3 separate regions of the Mus musculus genome follow, and all the other regions are linked to region 3. Evidence: chromatin contacts called from public promoter capture Hi-C data. All regions are on one chromosome and are shown on one strand. The core of a region is the stretch at or near the end of the contact, and the rest is flanking DNA. Distances in the headings are between cores, read along the strand shown. Region 1 holds the start of Rogdi (rogdi homolog). Region 2 holds the start of Nudt16l1 (nudix (nucleoside diphosphate linked moiety X)-type motif 16-like 1). Region 3 holds the start of Naa60 (N(alpha)-acetyltransferase 60, NatF catalytic subunit).

Evidence for each region. Promoter capture Hi-C pulls out the DNA fragments that hold promoters and counts their contacts.
Region 1: a contact with region 3 is called in a promoter capture Hi-C map of liver, with 4 times the contacts expected there. The contact joins the promoter of Rogdi here to the promoter of Naa60 in region 3. A contact is called at or near these places in 3 of 39 promoter capture datasets (cranial neural crest, liver and pre-B cells).
Region 2: a contact with region 3 is called in a promoter capture Hi-C map of liver, with 2.4 times the contacts expected there. The contact joins the promoter of Nudt16l1 here to the promoter of Naa60 in region 3. A contact is called at or near these places in 1 of 39 promoter capture datasets (liver) and 1 of 484 Hi-C or Micro-C datasets (double positive thymocytes).

What each region holds. Positions count from the first base shown.
Region 1 is chr16:5,011,300-5,015,222 of GRCm38.p6, forward strand. It overlaps Rogdi (rogdi homolog), which reads right to left and starts at 2,254. Exons shown (of 11, transcript NM_133185.2): 1 at 2,164-2,254; 2 at 2,004-2,075; 3 at 1,128-1,210; 4 at 942-996; 5 at 313-393. The coding sequence starts at 2,208. Glyr1 (glyoxylate reductase 1 homolog (Arabidopsis)) reads right to left here. Exons shown (of 16, transcript NM_001079814.1): 16 at 2,603-3,923.
Region 2 is chr16:4,937,839-4,942,020 of GRCm38.p6, forward strand. It overlaps Nudt16l1 (nudix (nucleoside diphosphate linked moiety X)-type motif 16-like 1), which reads left to right and starts at 1,273. Exons shown (of 3, transcript NM_025839.4): 1 at 1,273-1,455; 2 at 1,540-1,800; 3 at 2,358-3,190. The coding sequence starts at 1,303. The coding sequence ends at 2,579. It overlaps Mgrn1 (mahogunin, ring finger 1), which reads left to right. Exons shown (of 17, transcript NM_029657.4): 17 at 1-458. Gm16861 (predicted gene, 16861) reads right to left here and starts at 1,747. Exons shown (of 3, transcript NR_037666.1): 1 at 1,533-1,747; 2 at 1,030-1,326. Anks3 (ankyrin repeat and sterile alpha motif domain containing 3) reads right to left here. Exons shown (of 17, transcript NM_028301.4): 16 at 4,061-4,149; 17 at 3,577-3,959. The coding sequence ends at 4,073.
Region 3 is chr16:3,882,363-3,886,204 of GRCm38.p6, forward strand. It overlaps Naa60 (N(alpha)-acetyltransferase 60, NatF catalytic subunit), which reads left to right and starts at 2,257. Exons shown (of 7, transcript NM_029090.3): 1 at 2,257-2,444. It also overlaps a transcript of Zfp597 not described here.

The DNA.
Region 1 (3,923 bases), core at 1,004-3,503, 1.1 Mb after region 3:
GATCAGGGTGTGTGTGCGTGTGCCCATGTGTGTCACATGGCCTGTGGGTAGGCAGAAAGCTTGTGGTTGATTCACAGTACATGGGAAGCCCCTGTTAAGTGACATTCAAAGGGACCTTCAGCTGTCCTAACATGGCCAGAGTCGCAAAACTAGGGCTGGTTTCACATCCCTAATGTGGAGCAGACTCTGCCCCCCCCTACCCCCAATTCTGCTATATTTGCTGTGGTCGCAAAGTCCCCACTGCAAGACTTGTCCAGGGAGGCCTTGGCTCGGGCCTGCCTTGGGCCGCCCAGGCTGAGTGCTGGACCTCACCTGCTGCAGCTTCCACTGCTTGTCTTCCCGGAAGGCCAAGTGCAACAACTGGTTGTTCCGAGGCATCTTCAGGTTCACATCCTGTGAGCCAGCAATGCAGTGGGGGGATGGCTGAGGCCCTAGGCGCCTCAGCCAGCCAGGAGGGAGATAAAGAGGAATGTCAAGAAATAGGAACTCAGACCCAGGAAGAACCACAAAGTGGTGGTGGTGGTGGTGGTGGGGGGGGGGGCGAGAGAAGCTGAGAAAGGGGAAGAGCTGGACAGGAGGTAGTGGTGTAGTCTGAACCGTGGGGACGGGCTGTCCCCCAGGGCCTTTGAGGCCTTAGATCAGAGGGTGGTGGCTCATTCAACTTTGATGCGGGGCCAGCCTGCCTAGGCTTCCAAAGTTTGTATTTCACAGGGTCCAGATGCCAGGCTGAACTAAGTGTAATGCCATCAGGTTCTTGTCCTTCCCCTCCTGGGATCTAAAGCCTATCTCATGAGGTAGTGTGAGGGTTGCCTGTGACATTACAGACATACAAGGAAACAGGTCAGAGACAACAAGGGTCAGAGCCAGGGTCACAGAGCTAGCTGGTGGCAGAGCTAAGCCATCACCATCCTTGTCACCAGCTGGACTGTTGGGGGACTCACCGCTTGGCTGAGGGCATCCCCTTGCAGAGTCAGAGTCCCTTTCACCTGGTCTGTGCTGTAACACACACGAGTCAGAGGAGCGCCTGCTACTGCTCCCTCCCCTTGCAGGCTGCCCCACCGTACCCTGGGCATTTCCTCCCCCCAGGTGTACACCCCTTCCAAAGGCTCCTGCCCAACCCAGCTCACCCACAGCTGCCCAGGATGAAGTTCTCCTGCTTGGCAGGGCCCTCGGTGCTGGGGCCTGGGAGAGTGAAGCGGAGAGAGGCCTCCTGTGGAAGACAGCGCAGTCCCAACACCTCACCTCAGTCTGGCCAGTGTTCCATTCCAAGGCCTGGATACTTTGCCAGGTTAGCAGGGGAAGGGACGAGGAGGGCAGGCCTGACCTGGCCCCTCTGCCTCTGCCCTACTAAACCTCCAAGATTTTATGAGCTCAGACCCGTTCATTCCAGTCCTGAGTATATCATGAGCAGCCAGGTGGAACACAGAACAGAGAGGCACAGTGCCTAGAAAGCTGGAGTGCTGTGATATGTGTGGGGAGCAGAGTCCCCGAATCAGACAATCAGTAGTCACAGTAACAGGCTTTGCTAGGTTACTGTCCTAGGCATTCTGTGAGATAGTTTATTTATCTTCACAAACAGACGTGTGAGCCTGGTTAGGGTAAGGGAACAGGCTCAGAAATCCGGGTAACTTGGCTGAGATCACTTCAGAGCTCGGATTATCAGTGTTGTTTTGAGACTGTTTTGTTTGAGACAGTGTTTCACAATGGAGCCTAAGGCTGGCTTCTAACTCATGAACCTCTAGCCTCACTCTTCCGAGTGCTGAAATCACAAGCTTTCACCACTACCCTGCTTGCTCACAGATAAATGTCAGTTTCGAAGATAGTTCACACTCAAGACCTGGTGCCCACTGCTTGTGTAATTACATGCCAGCATGTCTGCGTCTGAACTGTACTCTCAGAAGTGGGTATCTGCACGGGTCACGCTCAGCATCTGCTGTGTGCGATTGGCAGGACCCGGTGGATAGGAAGGATGGCAGGCCGGGCGGGACCAGCGGGAGCGTTACCTTGAGGATGTCCTGCAGCTGTCTCAGCACGGCGTGCACCTCAGCGTGCAGTAACCAGCGAAACTCCTCCTCCTGCGGACAGCGCGGCGTCAAACCCATCCCATCCCCGCCGCCGGTCGGCTGGCCGCCCGCCGCCCCCTGCCCGCCGAGCGCGTCCCACCAGTACTGCCCGCTCCGCGGCGCTCGCAGCCATCGCGGTCGCCATCCTCCTAGCCGCGCACCGTCTCTGAGGTCTGTAGTCAGGAGCTTGGCGCGCAACGCCCGCCCCTTTTTCGCCTCCTCCCGTGACCGATTGGCAAATAGGGCACAAGCTCCGCCCTCAAGCCGGCTACGCCTCAAGCGACTGGCTGTAGCTTCTAGTCCTGGCTGGTGAGTGGCTAGACGGATAGGCCACGCCTCGCCTTCTATCCGCCCGCCTCAATCCCTGTTTTTCAGCAGGGACCCGGGCTTTGGCCACCACTGATTGGTCGGCGGGGCCGTCCATCAAGTTATTCCAGTATTGTCCGGCTAGATGGAGCCCGCCCAGGGTTCCACCGGGAAAGAATCAGGTGAGTTGGCTCCTACCTAGGTCCCCCTAGCATTTGGGTACAATGATACAGTTATGGTACCAAGAAATGTTTTATTTTTTTTTCTTGCAGTAGCTTTGTTAATTGCACAAAATCATGTTTTGTTTTTTTGCCATTTAAACATTATCACACAATCCTATTCTGAAAGACAAATGTTCATTAAAAACAAAGTGAAAATAAAAATTCACAACCGTAATCACCTAGATCTGTCATTTCAAGGAAAAGCGGGAGTAGGGGCTTTCTTACAAGCATTTCCACAGTGTCACATTTTCTCCATAAAAGGAAAGGGTTTCAAAATGAAAGGTGAAATAGCTTAAACAGAAATAGTCATAAAAAGGAACTTTACAGAATTGTCAACAATATTAAGACAACATTGACTAACCGGTTTTCTTACAGCATCTTCCCCACCCCCAGCCCCCAGGACCAAGACAGGCTGTGTCCAGACAGAAACTGTTCAGCATCCCAGTGAATGGACAATTGCACTGAACTCCACAAGCATCCCCTGCCCCGTGCCCATGTCCTGAGATCCTTATCCCAGATGGAAAAGTTAAATCGTGGCTTTGAAAATCCAAACTCATGAGGAGGAAGGCTTCCTCGGGTGATTCCTCTCGTGTGACATTCTAAGCCTCTCTGGTCCCCTCTTCAAGGAGAAATGCTTCAAGTCCCAAAAAACCCAGAACTTGGAACCACTGGCAGAAGTAAGGTTCCTCATCAAAAGCCCAGCCTAGGAAATGCTCATCTAGGAAATGCTTATTATTGGTGTTGATCAGGCTGGGGCTGGGTCAAAAGAGGATGGGACAGAAATATCTCCATGGAAGGAAAAGGGGAAGAGGGACATGCAGGGGACCTGTGTAGAGCAGGCTGAACAGGTAGCCCAGCTCAAGAGCCTGGCGTAATGGAAACAGGAAGGAGCCGCCCATACACTTCACTGCTCCCAAGGCCCTTACGGCCCCTTCCCTTGGGCTGGAATGCAAATCCAAATGAAACCTCCTGGGAGGAACAGGCTCAGGACAGAAGACTGTAGACTCTGCTCCCCCTGAAGAGGGGTCTATGTGGCTATGCTGGTCTCTCTTCAGTTCACAGAGACACTCTGGGAGCTGCGGTGTAATGGTAGTGTCTACAGGAAAATCCTCCTCAGCTGGTGATCCACAGAGCCTCCTCAGGGAATCTGTTGGTTCATGATGGCTGAGGGGCCTCTCCTTTCAGGGGCCCAGTGGGGGCCAGTCTCTGTCCTGGGGAAGTTGAAAGCTTCCAGTGCTCCCTGTCAATTCTAGTCCCTCCAGTCTCTTGACCAGAAGGGGGCTAAGCTTGCAAGAACAGCCAGGCAGCAGTTTCTGGGTAGCTTCTATCCTGG
Region 2 (4,182 bases), core at 23-2,522, 1.1 Mb after region 3:
GGCAGAAGTGGCCCATGAGTGGCCCCAGAGCAGAGGTGCCCCAGGCAGTGCAGCTCCCTGGTGGGTTGGTAGAGGGACCTCAGCTTAAGGAACTGCCCTGCCACTCACCCAGGTGACAGCCTGTAGCAGTGCATGGAGACCCCTTTAGGCTCAGGGCTGCTCGAGCTCTGACTCTAACCCTGCTCCTTCCTAGCACAGCTCTGCACATCCATCTCTCTCTCTTGCTGAATGCACATATGTGCACACATGTCAGCATGTGCATGCTCACTCCCCCACTTCTCACCTGCCAACATCCTGGCCTCTGGCCGTGGCACTGGTGCCAGTACTTTGAAAGATGGGGTGCAGCCTACACACTTACCTGTCTCAGACTCACATGTACTATCATCTGATGTACTCTGATTGGCTAGTTTGGGTTCATTTTTACTGTATATTTATAGTAATAAAATCATGCAGCAATATTCTATGTGTGCCTTTGTTCTGGCACAGCACTATGTAGGCAGCAGCATTGTTGGCTTTTGGTGTAGTGACAGGACACTAGAGTGGTTTCTGGCAGAACTCCTGACAGGTTTTGTTGCTGCCTTCATTTGCTTGTGTGAGAGGGGCAGTGAGTGCCCCCTCCAAACATAGACAATGGTTTATTGCTATTTTGTTGCTTGCTGTGTCTGAAACTGGACTTGGAATTTGGCTCACCTCCACTGGGCAATTGATGAATCTTAGCCTCTAGGTGGGCAGGTGGTCCTAGTTCTTATACCCATCCCAACTCCTGTGATGTTTACTGAACATTAATCAATGTGCCAGAGAGGGGCAAAGCATAAGTAAGGCTTAGGTCCCCTGTCACTTGAGCTGGAGTCACTTAGACATTTAAGTTTTTTAAGGCATGATTTCATAGGCAGTGGAGCCACAAGCTCTGGGTGAAGCTCAGGGGAAAACCAGCCCCCTCATGGATGAGGTGGATATTGAGACTTCAGATGCCCTCTCAGGGATGTTCGGGACTGGAGACTGACACGTCTTGATAATCAGTGTACCTACCTGCTTAGGACAACCTGGTCTCCGTGCGGTGCGTCTTGGTAGCTGTAGTTTTCTGGTGGTTGTGGGGTCTCCTCTGCAACTTGGAGGGTGGCGAACTACATAACTCCACCCCCACCCCACCCCGCCTCCGCCAGGGTCTTTCCTGGGTTCAACCCCAGAAGCACAGGACTGGTGGAGGCGGGCTTTATGCACGTGGAAGCACGAGGATTGGGTCTGGTGTTGTGGGCGGGGTCGCGCATGCTCGTTTGGGCAGTGGGCCTGGAGCACATCAAGATGTCGACCACGACGGTTCCGGAGCTGAAACAGATCAGTCGGGAGGAAGCAATGCGCTTGGGGCCCGGCTGGAGTCATTCATGCCACGCCATGCTATACGCCGCCAACCCCGGGCAGCTTTTCGGACGTATCCCCATGCGTTTCTCAGTGCTGGTGAGGAGCTGGGCGGGCAAGCAGGGCGGATACAGGCTTGGGACGCCCAGTGGACCCCACGTCCTGACCAAGCTTACCTTGCAGATGCAGATGCGCTTCGACGGGCTGCTAGGCTTTCCCGGGGGTTTCGTGGACCGGCGCTTCTGGTCGCTGGAGGATGGCTTGAATCGGGTGCTGGGCCTGGGCCTGGGCGGCCTACGCCTTACCGAAGCTGATTACCTGAGTTCACACCTGACTGAGGGTCCACACCGTGTGGTGGCACATCTGTACGCACGGCAGCTGACATTGGAACAACTGCATGCTGTGGAGATCAGCGCTGTGCACTCACGGGACCACGGTCTGGAGGTGGGGCTACTGCCTGGGGCCCGCCCCCATTCCCACTCCTGAGGTTTGGCTCTGGCACCACAGAAGGCACCTTGGGTAACAAGTACCCCTCAGGGTCCTCACCCTGGCTATGCTGGGTGGGAAAAGGGACTTGGGATCTGGATCATGGGCTGTTTTCATTTGCCTTGTCTGCCATTGTCAATCCTGGGAGTGGGGCTTGGGGTCACTGGAAGGGATGAACAGGGCCTGCTTGGGAAATTGAGACCAAAAAGACCGGGTTGCATGCAGTGTTTGGGATTATCTCCTGAGAGGAAATTGGGGGATTTGTAGATTCTGTGGTCTAAGGGGCATGGAGTGAAACCAGGGATCATGGGGGTTGCTGCCAGACAGGGTGGGGAGTGCATAGGATTGACCTTGGAACTTGGAGAGAAGGCACTTTACTGCCACCAGCCTGGCCTGGCCAGACCCTGCCTGGGTCTCCCCTGTTTCTTTGGCAAACTGGTGGCTGACAGGCATCTCTGCCAGGGTCCTGCCTCTACAAGAAGAGCCCAGCCCCACTCATGCCCTCTGTCCCACAGGTCCTGGGCCTTGTACGGGTCCCACTGTACACACAGAAGGATCGAGTAGGCGGCTTTCCTAACTTTCTGAGCAACGCCTTCGTCAGCACTGCCAAATATCAACTTCTATTTGCCCTTAAGGTACTCAACATGATGCCCTCGGAAAAGCTGGCCGAGGCCTTGGCCTCAGCAACAGAGAAGCAGAAGAAGGCTCTAGAAAAGCTGCTCCCGCCCTCATCCTGAGGTGCTTCTTGTGCAGGTCCCTGCCCTCCCTTGGCTGTCTCTGCCCACAGGCCCTGGAATTCCCGAGACGCGTGCCTTCTAGTGTGTTTGCTTTTGCATCCCTTCTGACTGCAAGGGACATGCAGGCAGCTGTTCATCATTACTGTCCCAAGCAGTCCCTGGGACCTAGCTACACTCTCAGGTTGGTCAGTGGGGGTGGGCCTGGGCCTAACTTTTCAAGCTGAAGATGCTCTCACCCATCCCAGGGCTCAAACTGTCCTGTGCGAGTCTGTTCATGACTAGTGGAGTCCCAGCTAGAGCCCATTCTTCGAAGGCAACCACTTGGTTGGAACACAGATCCTGGACTGGTCATGGGTTTTGCCCAACAGAGATGACCCACGTTAGACCAACCCTTCTTTCCCTTAGCCCAGAGCCTGACCCAGCGTGGGGCAAGATGTTTATTTGGGTGCTTGTTGGATTTCTCTGTTAGATTTTGTTCTTGGTGTATGAACTGTGGTTTGGTTTCAGAATGGCTGTGCCCCACATGATTTTGTTTTCCCCATGGGGGCCTCTGTGAAGCTGAGGAAGGAAGAAGACAATAATAAAGCCATTCCTCTGATGCTCATGTTGCTTCTGAGTGCCATGGCCACATCTTTCTGAGGTGTGTGGAGGTTGGGCCCCAGACCACAGCCAGCCTCTGAGGGCAACCAATCTCAGTGGCAGCTTGAATTGAGCTCTTGTGGTGATGGTGGAGCTGAAAGCACAGGCCTAGTGTGCAGAAGGACAACAGAAGTGCCACCATGGGACAGGACCACCACTGCTGGCAGTCCTATAGCCTGGTGCAGAAACACTGGGAAGGCTGTGTGCCAGCTCCACTTTAGGGCTTAGCAACAATCCAAGAGCAGGGGAGAAACCCTGGAGCAAGAGTGACCCCCACAGCTAAGGATACAGAGCAGAAGTAACCACACATGGGTTACTAGGGTCTTCTGGTGTCAGGCAGGAATACATGTCAAGTGATCACAAATGAGCCCCCACCAACTTGCATCTAATTTTTATTTTCAAAGAGTACATTTTCTAGGCACCCCAGACCTTGTCTGTAAGATCAGACCTCAGTATGGCACCTGCATGTGCAGGACACAACCTCTCCATACAGCCCTGCCTGGTCTGGGCCAAAGCTGCCTACCAGCATGGGCCTCTCCACCAGGATCTGGGTGCTGAGCCCTCCATCCTGTCTCAGGGCTGGCCCAAGCTGCCCTAGTGGGGACCGCAGTCCTGTCTTCCTGTCCATAAGCTGCTCCCTGGAATGGTCTTCTATTCCCTGGGCTGCCGCAGCCATCTGCTCACTGCCCTGTCTTGCGTGGCACATAACTTCAGGGTGGATTTATCACCCAACGTCAGAATCTGAATAAATTTGTTTTAAGAGAGAAAGAGAGAGCACTTGATAAGAAGGAACAAGAAGGTTAAGTCCAAGGCACCCATGAGCGCGTAGTGGATACTCTCACCGTCCCTCCTGGCTACGGTTCCCGCCATTTCTTTGCATTCAGCATCTGTAGTTTCTCCAAGCTCTGTGTTACAGAGCATAACGCCTGCCCTAAGGATAGGGCCAATTAGTGAGTGCTCTGTG
Region 3 (3,842 bases), core at 1,007-3,506:
TAATTTCAGTAATGACACACAAAGTATAATTGTATTGAATGCTCAAAGTGCCTGAATGGGTCTAACCCTGCTTCTCACAGCTGCTTGCATACAGTAGCACGAATAAATACATTAGTCTAGAGTTGTAAATTATATAAGTCTTCATTTTGTCACAGTGATTTTCCATTCCTCCTTAAAAATTAACAACTAGGGCTGGGGAGATGACTCAGTGATTAAGAGCACTGACTGCTCTTCCAGAGGTCCTGAGTTCAAGTCCCAGCAACCACAAAGTGGCTCACAACCATCTGTAATGGGATCTGATATACTCTTCTGGCATGTCTGAAGACAGCTACAGTGTAACAGTATAAATAAAAATAAATAATATTTTAAAAATTAAAAACTAATACTGACATAAAAGGAAAATATAAAGGTTGCTCTACATAGATTTTGCTAGCCATATATATCATACTTAACAGGCAAGACTGTTAGCTATTTATGGTTGATTTGTATCTATCCGGGGATGGAAGTGTACAAGGCTGGCAGCCTTCTACCATTTAGTGACATATGAAACCACAAAATTCTACAATTGAGGTACACCTTACTTTCCAAGATGTTTAAAGACTATGGCTTTTTATGTTTCTAAGATCGTGATGTTTTACACAGTTTGAGACACAAAAATGTATTGATGTGCCTTGGACCAGCCTCAGTCAGCCTCCCTCAATCCGCGGAAAAAAATTTCAGGGTTCCCGTTGCAGGCAGGCATGGAGTTGGGACGAAAAAGGTGACAAACAGACACAGACACAAGGGAGTGCTGTATCTGGATGTAATTTGTCAAATTGAGCACCAGTCTTATATTACAGACGAAAAACAAGAAGGCTAGGCGAATACATTTGCCAAGGTACATTGGTTCTTACACAAAACAAAGAAAATGCATACATAAAAAGATAATGGGAGCCAGGCCTTGTTTACAACTGAGAATAGAAACAATCCTTAATTAAGATCAGCCAAACACAGGAGCCAGGTGAATGCTCTGATGCAATGCTAGTCTATTGTTAAACCCACCTACAGTGGTCCTTTAGTAAATACCTGATTATGCTATTCCTCTGGGCCTAGTGAAAAACCTGCACCAGGGGAATTCCATTCTACTAACCCTTTCATGAGTAATACTCCAACCCACCTATTTCCTAGGCCATTGTGTATTCCTGTGTTTGGGTGAAACTCAGCTATTGTTCTAAGTAATTACTATGCAGACTGGCCCTGAGCTTTTCTAGCTCTGTTCTAGTAAATTGTAATGTCTGATTATTTTCACTGTCTCTACTAGAAGTGAATTTGAATGTTACTGAATAGGTAACATTCTTACTGAATTCCAAGCTCAGGGTCAGGACATTGGAACACTGACAAAGGCTTAGCTATATGTCAAAATCAATCCTTAAAGGCACTTATAATAAAACAATACTGAAAGAGAGCACACGAATCCATACACCAGACTAACGCTGGGACAGGGTTTGAGTATACGTGCTATTGGAATGCCAAGGCTCCAGGAGGCGAAGTTTCCGTGAAAGTCTTCACCTCATGACTGCTTCCAGGTTTCTAAACCTGTAATGCGAGTCACTACTGGAGTGGATGTAGCACTGATGTATTTCTTGGATATTAATATTTTTTTAAGGTTGGTTGAGCCTTTGACTACATACCATTTTAGTTATCTAAAAGCAAAGAATAAACTGTTGGTCAGCAAGCTTTTCTCTGGTTACACGAACTGAATTATCTCTGAATTACATCTGGATATAGAACTCCCACCCCCACCCAGCCCTGAAGGCCAATGTCACTTGTCCACTGCAATGATAGCTCACGACCACCCTTCTGTGGCTGTCAGCGCGAGCGCGGGGCGGTGCCTTTTGAGTCAGGGCTTCTAGCAATCACCAGCGCCAGCATCTATTAATACTAACCTCCAGTGGGGGAAGAGCAGGCCAGCGGCGGAGCCGTGCGTCTCAGGACTAGGGAGGCCTCGGAGCTCCTCTGACCCGCTTGATCGAGGAAAGGCGCCCTCTGACCCGCTTGATTGAGGAAAGGCGCGGAAACCCCGGCCCGCCGCCGCCGGTGTCCACGCATGCACGCAAGGGCAGCTGGGCGGCTCGCAGCTGTCTTGAGCTTCCGCCGCCAGTGCGGGAGGCTTCGGGAGCAGGTCCCGCCAGCGGCCAGAGGCTTGCCAGCTCCCAACATGGTGGCGGCGGCGTCAGGGAGGGCGGTGCCACATGGCGTAGCAGCCAATGATCTTCCGGGCTGCGCCGCCGGCAGCACAGGAGAGGCGGAAGTGCCGCGGGGCCGCCTTCCCTGTCCCGGCTGCGGCCCCTGCCGGTTACATAATCTGTCGCGGGGGACCGCGCAGTCCCACGTCCGGCTTCCCGGCTCCCCCAGGATGCGCTGAGCCTTGAGACACCGTCCGCTGCCGCCGGCTCCCGTCCGAGGTGAGGCAGCCGGGGGCCTCGGCGGGTGCAAATCGGGGCGGTGAGGAGGTCGCTGTCGCGACACCGAGGGCACTGCCCGCCCGTGGGAGGCCGGGTTTTCCGGAGAGCCCCTTACCCACCCCTGCGCGGGGCGCTTCTTAGCGCCCAGTTTGTTTCCGTGACGGCGGCGAGGGGCGCGGTGGGGCGTCGGGAATTGGCCTTTCTGGGGACCCTCAGCCAGTAATTGCAGGAATTGGGAGATGGAAAGGCGGCATCCTCTGGTTTTGGAGGTGAAGGGTCTGGTCGACTCTTCTAGCTCCAGCCTGCCTCCCTTAAGGGACTTGTTGAGCTGGGGGTAATTGTCGACTTTTTGCACGCGTGAAAGCCGAGGACCCTGCTTTAGGTCTGTCGCGTCTTTTCATTCCAGCAGTACTTTTGGTATTCCGGCACATGGAAGCTAAGCGGACCCTCCATAATCGCCTCTGACTTATTTCTTCTGAATTGGAGAAAACATTTGCCAAGGAGAAAAGGGGATCTATGACCAGTGCTGCTGTCTTGGGCTGGGGCTGTGGAGAGGGTACTCTGGGCCTTCTGAACCTCCAGCAAATGCCTGCCTTGCTGGTGTCAAAACCCAAGGCTTGGGGAGCCAGGCTGCAATAAACATAAACTTTGGCTCCTTTATTGATCTCTTAACTCTGCCAAGTCCCAGAGCCATGTGCTTTTGGGTCATTCTTGTCACCCTTTGGTCTTGAAAGAAGAGACTCACAGCCTAACTCTGTGGCTCCTGTGGTGTCTGGAGTGCTAATTAAGGAAGTTGCCAAAGAGCTTTTCCTTTTTCAAAGTACTAGAAACATAAAATCCCTGAATTAGTCTTGGCTTGTCTGCTGGCTTGTGTGACCCAGCAGGCAAAGTCATGTTACTCCCGAAATCATCTATGCAAAGACTTGAGTCCACAAAACCATGTGACATGGAGGAGAGTTTTAGAAGGCCTGTGACCTTGTTACCAGCCGAAATGTCAGGAAGAGGAAGGTCTGGGACAAAAACAGCATATAAGTACACACAGAGAGAGATGCACACACCAGTGAACTGCGAGTTAGTACAATGTGATTAAAAACTAGAGGATGCCGAAGGGCCATCGTGCCAAAGTAGTACACTGCTCATGGCAGGGAACATAAGTCTACACACCTCCTTTTAGGGTTTTTGTATACAACAAGAATAATATGCCAGATGTAAGCCCCCTGAGAGTGGGGTTTGCATTGACTCTTTAAAAAGGTTGTAGTTTGCTAGATTTTCATCTTACAGACCTAGACAACCCCACATCAGGCTTCCTGGGCTGGGTTTCCATGAAAATTGTTACATCTTGTCACAGAATTAAGTCTGGTCTGGTGTCAGCACACCAGCACCAGCATAAAACATACA